3 separate regions of the Mus musculus genome follow, and regions 1 and 2 are each linked to region 3. The links are chromatin contacts, called in public HiChIP or PLAC-seq maps. All regions are on one chromosome and are shown on one strand. The core of a region is the stretch at or near the end of the contact, and the rest is flanking DNA. Distances in the headings are between cores, read along the strand shown. Region 1 overlaps Dip2b (disco interacting protein 2 homolog B). Region 2 overlaps Dip2b (disco interacting protein 2 homolog B). Region 3 overlaps Dip2b (disco interacting protein 2 homolog B).

Evidence for each region. HiChIP or PLAC-seq counts read pairs in DNA pulled down with a chosen protein or histone mark.
Region 1: an H3K27ac HiChIP or PLAC-seq map of microglia shows a contact between it and region 3, with 3 times the contacts expected there. The contact joins two enhancer-like sites. A contact is called at or near these places in 3 of 484 Hi-C or Micro-C datasets (bone marrow-derived macrophages, ganglionic eminence and morula) and 2 of 115 datasets of contacts at active chromatin or transcription factors (embryonic stem cells and microglia).
Region 2: an H3K27ac HiChIP or PLAC-seq map of microglia shows a contact between it and region 3, with 2.5 times the contacts expected there. The contact joins two enhancer-like sites. A contact is called at or near these places in 2 of 484 Hi-C or Micro-C datasets (macrophages and muscle stem cells), 4 of 115 datasets of contacts at active chromatin or transcription factors (embryonic stem cells, microglia and trophoblast stem cells) and 4 of 9 other capture datasets (adipose tissue, embryonic stem cells, liver and 1 more).

The regions. Positions count from the first base shown.
Region 1 is chr15:100,186,258-100,188,957 of GRCm38.p6, reverse strand. Dip2b (disco interacting protein 2 homolog B) reads right to left here. Exons shown (of 38, transcript NM_001159361.2): 23 at 2,616-2,700. Among named protein-coding and RNA genes, the nearest start is that of Atf1, 40 kb to the left of the region's middle. Within about 2 kb of position 1,442, at least 24 of the 459 cell types and tissues checked have an H3K27ac peak or open chromatin away from gene starts, as enhancers often do. A contact at or near this core is called in bone marrow-derived macrophages and microglia, where this site is marked.
Region 2 is chr15:100,149,475-100,152,174 of GRCm38.p6, reverse strand. Dip2b (disco interacting protein 2 homolog B) reads right to left here. Exons shown (of 38, transcript NM_001159361.2): 5 at 812-1,024. Among named protein-coding and RNA genes, the nearest start is that of Atf1, 77 kb to the left of the region's middle. Within about 2 kb of position 1,379, at least 27 of the 459 cell types and tissues checked have an H3K27ac peak or open chromatin away from gene starts, as enhancers often do. A contact at or near this core is called in microglia, where this site is marked.
Region 3 is chr15:100,082,875-100,085,574 of GRCm38.p6, reverse strand. All of the region lies in intron 1 of Dip2b (disco interacting protein 2 homolog B), which reads right to left. Among named protein-coding and RNA genes, the nearest start is that of Dip2b, 46 kb to the right of the region's middle. Within about 2 kb of position 1,439, at least 40 of the 459 cell types and tissues checked have an H3K27ac peak or open chromatin away from gene starts, as enhancers often do. A contact at or near this core is called in bone marrow-derived macrophages and microglia, where this site is marked.

The DNA of each region.
Region 1 (2,700 bases), core at 193-2,692, 100 kb before region 3:
ACACAAGCTTCGCTAGCTGTCAGTGTTCTCAAACTGCTCTGCTCTCGGTCTCAGCCACGAGGCCTCAGGAGGCAATCCCAGAGAGAGCAACACTGGAGGCTACGGAGCTGGTCCTTAGGAGGGCACCTGTTGCTCTTTCAGGACCTGGGTTCAATTTCTAGCACCAATAGCAAGGCTCACAGCCATCTGCAACCCAGTTCCAGGGAATTCTACACCCTCTTCTGGCTACTTTGGGCACTGCACTATGTGATACATAGGAACAAATGCTGACAAAAATACACACAAAAAGAAATTTAAAGGAAAACTTAAAAGTCTACTGTACCTGTAAGAACATTTTAAAAGCATCTACTCTAACGTGACTTTTCATTGAAACACCCTTGCTCACCAGGAGACGGTGGGCATCTGTGTAATCTAGCAATGGGGAGGCTGAAGGCAGGGTGACCACGCCTGCCAGGGTGACACAGCCAGATCCTATCTCAAAAAACACAACAGCCATACCATTACTTAAAATATGATTTACTCACAGTAAATAAATGGAAGACTTTTAACGTTAAATAGGCTTGATAACTTTTAGCTTTTAACATTTATTTATTTATTTATTTATTTATTTAGGATTTTTCGAGACAGGGTTTCTCTGTATAGCCCTGGCTGTCCTGGAACTCACTTTGTAGATCAGGCTGGCCTCGAACTCAGAAATTCGCCTGCCTCTGCCTCCCGAGTGCTGGGATTAAAGGCGTGCGCCACCACGCCCGGCTTTAACATTTTTTAAAAGATTTATTTATTTATTATATGTAAGTATACTGTGGCTGTCTTCAGACACACCAGGAGAAGGCGTCAGATCTTGTTACCGGTGGTTGTGAGCCACCATATGGTTGCTGGGATTTGAACTCATGACCTTCAGAAGAGCAGTCTGTGCTTTTACCTGTTGAGCCATCTCACCAGCCCAGCTTTTAACATTTTTAACATAAGCAATGAGACTTAAGGTGTAGACACATTTGTCCTTGTGTTTCTTCAGTGCTGGGGATTGAATCCAGGGGCTTGCACACACTAAACCCACACTCTTCCAGCTAGCCACCCCCCACACAACATGCATGCCACGTTTGCCATAGACCTATGCAGATGATGTTCTCGAGACCCTCCTTCTGCAGTTTGCTTCATTTTTATGTTTATGTCTGTGAGGGAACATGAATATAGCATGTGTGGGAACCCAATGGAGACCAGAAGAGGGTATCTGATCTGCTGAGGGTACACCTGATCCGCATGCTCAGATCTGAACTCAGACCCTCTAGAAGAGCAAAATGAGTCTTTATCACTCAGCCACCTCTCCAGTTCCCATTTACGTTTCCTGAGTAATGAGGAAGACTGATTCAGACTCTTTAGAACAGGAGCCCCAACAACCAAGAGCCAATGAATGAGCACACAGAGCAGAATGCCAGCCTCCATAAACCTTCTGTTCCCACTAGCAGAACCCGCTGTTGCTACAATACGGTAGCTGATGCCAAGTGGTGTGGCTGGACTTTGGGATGGCAGTACCCGCAGTACTCAACCAGTACACTGTACTGGCATCTTCACACCAAGCTGCAGAGGGAGTTGTGGGCTCACCTCGGCTGCATCCCCGCACCCCTGTGCCTGCTGGTCACCTTTCAGCAAGGTCACCACACAAAGTGCATTCAAAAACCACTCTTTCTGCTTCATCTTCTTCTCTCAATGCATTTGAAGGCCTGGGGTACCTGGAGAGGCTGGATCTGAGCTCCAGTGTTTCCAGGCACACAGCAAGCTAACCAGACTGCTCACTCCCTTCTCTATTAATGGAAAGATGTCAGCACAAGCTAGTGAGATCAGTTCTAAGTCCCTTCCTCTTTCATTGAGTCCCTTCCTTCCAGCTAGCCACACCCCACACAACATGTATGCCACGTTTGCCATAGAAGTCCCTTCCTCTTTCATTGAGACAGGTTCTCACTGTGTAGCCCCGGCTGGCCTGGAACTTACTATGTAGACCAAGCTGGTCTTGAACTCACAGAGATTTACCTGTCTCTGCCTTCCAAACTGGACTGACATACATTTGATCAGAACTGGTTACTGGGAACCGTGCCTTAGCTTTCTCCCAGCCCTGGAATGTGAGTCTGTTTAGACATCAGGCAAGAAGGGGATTTGTGTATTTTTAATTTTCCAAGTGGCAGTCTGTATTCTTTTGCTTTATATCTTGAAAATAGCAAACACAAAGCATGCTGTTTATCTTCTATTTATAATCTAGAAAATGTCTGTTCTCTTGTAGGCCCACATCAAACTTCAACAGCTCCAAGGAATGAAAGCTAATTCTAGGCATGGGATTCCCACAGCAAATCAATACCTTACAATGGCACCAAGAGCTGCAGGCTCAGCTCTGTACTAATGAGCCACGTGACTTTGTCTTTGTCCCAGGGGAGCTATGATCATGGTGCAGACTACTCAGAAGTAGTGTGTCCCCTACCCCACAGCAGGCTTGCTGGCTGCTGGTCAGCTTCTATGATTCTTGTGTTATCAGTCTTGCAGAGTCCACGCCCACACACTACACAGTGAAAGGCGGGCCTCTGGAAGCCGCACTGTGACGGCACAGCTAGAAGCCACATTATTACCTGGTTGCTTTTGTCGGGGCTTTGGCAAGTTCGTCACACACGTATGTGGGCACATGAGGATATTACACGGGTGTAGAGAACCCTC
Region 2 (2,700 bases), core at 130-2,629, 67 kb before region 3:
CTTCATTAAAAACTATAATGTTAAATTAAAATTTTCCAGCCTTTTCAGAAATCAAATTGAAATGTTATATAAATGTGATAAGGAAGGTTGCTGAGATGCCAACTAAGACAACGAAATGTGACTGGTTGTCAAGGAAACAGGTAAGACAACAGACACAGCACAAGGGTGGGACAGGGCACTTCTTGAGGAAGGGAAGCAGAGACCTTGGGAAACAACACCAAAATTCACAAGTGCATAAAGCAGAGGCAAGCCACAGCACTCCACACAGTAGCAGCAGCAGCAGCAGCAGCAGCAGCAGCTCAGCATGCCAACTGATCTGCACACTGCTCATGCAGCAATGCCACAGCAGCAAGCGACATAAATCCAGTCTTTAGGCTAAGGACAAAAGGTCTTGCTGACAATGGCTTGGTGTGGAATCTGCACCAGTTAGCTATGCATGCTGTATGAAATGCAGACAGTATCCCTGGGAAATCTGAGCTGCTAAATGCTTAGAAGCTCTGACATAGGGACTTTTTTTTTTTTTTTTTTTTGGATAAACCCATACTCAGACTGGTGTTCTATTTCGCAGCTTCAGTATTGCTTATAGAAATAGATATGGCTTCAGGTGAGGGATGTTCTGTACAATCCTGGCGATGACACCCATCACCCTGCAATGAACACACTGTGGCCTTTCCCTCTCTACCTCATTAACTGTTCTCTGTGATCAAACTTTCTAAGCCTTCGAAAACTTAACACAATCAAAAACTGTTTCCTGGATACTGGTTGCCAAGTGGAACATTGGGTGGGTTTCTTGGGTAGATCCAACTCCTACCTATTCGAGTATTGGCAAACACATCAGCTAGAGACCCACTGGTTCCTTTGACCTCTCCATGGGACAGCGTGGAAGATGCAGATGAAGAAGTGGACGATCCCTGAATTGAGCGGTTGATCCAGGACTCAGCATTCTGCAAGCTTTGTTGCAAGGCAGCAGAGAGCGCAGCTTGGCGTCTCAGAGAGCCCTCATCCTCAGAGGCCGAAGACGTGTCTGTGTGGAATTAGAAAAAAAGAAGGGTCGATCCTGCCTCGAGCACAGACTTCAGTTCTTGCTCATTGCCTGCACACCTGGTGCTGACATCAGGGAGCACTAGCATTCTGAAGTTAGATTAGTGGTGACATCTCCCAAGTATTTTCCTGTTCTGAGATTACTTAATGTCTAAATTCTAGTTTGTCTACTTAACAGAGACTTGTGACGGGTGGCCAAGTGGGGTTTTGTGGGTATCTGTCTCTGCTTAAAAGGAAAGGATGGCGGCAGAAGACAGGCACCATTTATTTCTGTGGAAAGCTTCAGTGAGAGCTGCTGATAGGGAACTCAAGTGGGATGTGAAACTGTCTTAGCCCCGAGGCACTGCCTGCTCTACTAGAAAAGCAGCTGGTCAAAGCTGGAAGGGGTGATTTCCACACACGGCAGTCAGTTAGACAAGACTGACAATTCCCTGGTGCCTTTCAGCCTGACTGACTTCAGGAACCAGGCCTAAATGAGAACATCTTGCCTAGAAAAAGTCCAACCATATACAGGGAGGCCAAAGCTGGGGAGAAGCCAGAGTCATCATAGGCTGGGACTCTCTAAGGTGTAAGCTAACCACTATATCCCCAGTCCCAAGGCCTCACATGTCCACATACCCAGATTTTGTTTGTCTGTTCGTTTTTTAATTTAAAAAAAGTCATGCTCAGATTTGCAGAAACTTTTGCCTAATTCAGGTGAATGAGTGGGTCCAGGTCATGCAGTGCGTCAGAGCGCTGGAGAAGTAAATAAGAGAGCAGGAGAATCGCTACCATGCCACAGTGGGATTGAAACCACACCAAAACAAACAATGAAACCCCATTATGGTAATCCAGAATCTGTAAATCTACACTACAAAGCCAGAGCTCCAACGCTCGCAACCTTTGCTTCTTGTTCAGGACACCAGCAGCGCATTACCTCACAGCAAAGGAGACCCAAGTGCAAGCCTTGTGATGATTCCCAATGCACTATGTGCCGGAAACTAAGTCAGGTCCTAGGGACTCTTAGACGTATGACTGTCTATGAGATAGTATGTGCCATTAAAAAGCCACACAGTGTGGCACTGACAACATACAACCCCACACTAGAATACAACATTGCTTTTAGAAATTGACCAAGTGGAGAACTCTATGGGAAGAGGACTGATCTTGGCCCAGGGTCTAAGTATGTCAGTATAACCAGAGCACATTATAAGGAGCTGTGAGATGGGGGAGGGGGAGGGAGGGAAGAAAACACAGATAGACAGGCAAACACAGAGACAGATGGAGACCCCAGAGATTTCACTGGTAAAGCAAGGCTCCCTAAAGGAGAAGACATATAACATAACAGGGAATGGTCAAAGCTAAACACAAGAGAGCAGTATTTAAAGATAGTATTATAATTTCTAGAAAACACCCTTTTCAGCTCTATCCTGAAAGAAGTGGGGGCAGGGAAGAGAGAGATTTGTGACTCACCACAAGAACAAAGTGTTTTGGGTGACATCTCAGATCCCACAAAGGCCTCTGGATTTACAAGCTGCCCTTACTGTTTATTTTAATTTGTGTAAGTCTAAAACCAAAATAAATCAATTTTTATAGATAGTAAAACCAGTATTTTCATTATTGGATTTATGGAAAACTAATTGCATTATGCTTTTGTATTTGATCAATTATATAATTAGG
Region 3 (2,700 bases), core at 190-2,689:
ATATTCCATTCTTCAGGTGATTAACTCATACACATGGAGAGCAAGTCAGTGAGGAGCCCAGGTGGCGGCACCAGGGCCTGAGGTGGTTTGGTGTGGTGTGGTGTGGTTAGCACGGTGAGGTAAGCACGGTGGGGTGTGGTCCTAAGAGGACAAGAGGAAAGACCCTACCAAGGTCAGCATCCTGACACTCTTGCAATACTGGGAAACGAGGCTAAAGGAGCCAGGATGCTCCTGCATTACTTCCTCCTTTTTAGGCTTTGTTTTTGTTTTTATGTATCTATGTGAGTGCCCACATTTATAAATGTGCACCACATGTATGCCTTTAAATTTTTTGAAACAGAACTTACAAGAATAAAACACAATTATCACAACATTCAGTAGGTCTTAGTCCTGATTATCATTTGACTCTGGAAGTTCAAGATGACGTGGTCTACATAGCGAGTCATGAGTCTACACAGTGAGGCTCAAAGCAGAAGTAGACAAACTGAGTTGTTCACAATGCTCCAAGCTTTCATCAACTTCTTGGACTCCTCCCTCCAGCACACTAGACAGGATGCTAGGTAAAGGAGATTTGAGAGAGGGGGACATGGACTTGCTCTTGAGAAATGCAGTACAAAAACATGACTGAACAGTGAGGGAGTTCTCTCAATCCTGCCGAAACTGTCCAAACGGTAGAAAGGGTGGAAAAGGAACTTAAGGTCACAGGAGACATGCAAGCTTAATAGAAGTGTGACAGCCAAGCTAAGCTCCTATGGATAAGGAGGCCAGTGTGGGCAGAAAGGGTCAAAGGAGCGCAGTGCTGTGCTGGTACTTATGGCCTGCAGGGACACCTGCCACGGTGGGAGGGAAGAGTCAAGCAGGTATAACACATGTTGTTCTAAGAGGACGCATGGGCAGGGTGGGATGGAAAGGACAACACAAGTGATGTAAGGGAGAGGCAGTCAACTTCTATAGAAGTCCAAGAGGAAACATGGGGCATCACTGACCCACACATGGTCCTTAACTGCGCCCCCACCCTCACATGCTCGTTTGTCTTAACACTAAAAATGTAAAAGTCGGGCTGGAGAGATGGCTCTGCAGTTAAGAGCACTGACTGCTCTTCTAGAGGTCCTGAGTTCAATTCCCAGCAAACACATGGTGGCTCACAACCATCTGTAATGGGATCTGGTTCCCTCTTCTGGTGTGTCTGAAGACAGCAACATATACTCACATACATAAAAATAAATCTAAAAAAATTTTTTAAAAAAGTATAAAAATGCAAAAGTCAACTTGGCTCACAAATCCAGGCTCACTGTGGCTAGACCTAATCCAGTAGCTGGGCTTCACTGATCCTTGACCTACGAGTCAAGTGACAGGAAGGAGGAACAACCTGAGATGACACTCAGCTTTCTGGCCCAAGAGCCAGGCTGTGGGTGTTGCACACAAGGATTGTGAAAACGAAGTAAAACGACGACAGGCCTTCCTCCTGCTTGTGAGAGAGTGGATACAAAGCTGAAGCTGGTTCCTGACCGTGTGGGTGGAACAGCTAAATACAGTGTCGGATGTAAACAAAGAGCTCAGAACTGAGACAGGTGTGGGACTCTCAGGGCAGGACAGGTAGCAATAAAACTGTGTAATGACAAGCAAGGACACCAATGAGAAATCTTGCCTTGATAGAGGGGAGGGAGCACCAGGGGAGGGAGACCAAGTGAATTTAATTAAGTCTTAAAAAGAAGAGAAGAGGCCAGGCAGCTGAGACATCCTTGTAATTTCAGCACTTGAGAAAATGAGGCAGGAGGATCAAGTTCAAACAGACTGGACTGTATCCCAAGACCCTTCTCACCATCCAAGCATCATGGAGAATGCCTGTAATCCCTGCACTTGCAAGGCTGTAGTTTTGAGGCTATCCTGGGCTACATAATGTTTTGAGAAGTCAAGAGGGGAGGGGAGAGGAGAGAGGGGGTTGGAGAGGTATATTTTAAGATGTTAAAGGAGAGCAGAAATTGAAGTGTAAACCTTGCCTCCTTATTCCAGAAGGAGCACTCTGAATGGCATGTTGGAGAAGCGCAGAGGAAGCTACTGAAGGACCAACAATTTCCATCGTTCCCATAAACAAATGTTTGCTACGACCCAAAAGACCAGTGGTTCTTCCCACACACAAGGTTAGCTCCTTGGCCTTCTTTAGCTGCCATTTTCTACCTCAGGGCCAGCCTGCTCTCATATAAACCATGCAGGCAGAAGGAAGCACTTGCAAGAAGACTCGATCATTCCTCCTGGGTTTCTAAAGTCTTCTGCCATGAATCCAGGCCGGCCAGGTGCAACACCTCTGACATTTCTGTGAAGCTTCAATGGCCCTACCCAAGAGAGGGAAGAGGCTAATCTGGCCAGCTATATGAGAAAATAAACAGCTGTTCCTACCTCATGTGTGTGAGTTGTGTGCTGGAGTTAGGCTGGAGTTTATACAGCTTACGCCTCCAATTCTGCACAGCTGAGCCAGGGGACACTGCCAATCACACAGTTCAGTTAGAAAGCCAAACTGTAACACCGAATGGCTTCCTTTACCATGACCATGGCCATGACCACCACCACTATGACCAGGAGAAGAAACAATGCAGAAGAACCAGGCACAGGCATAGTGACTTGTGAGCGCAGCCACCACCACAGGCCCCAACAAGTGCAGGAATGAGAGGACTCTGACATGGGTGCACTCACCCAAGGGCT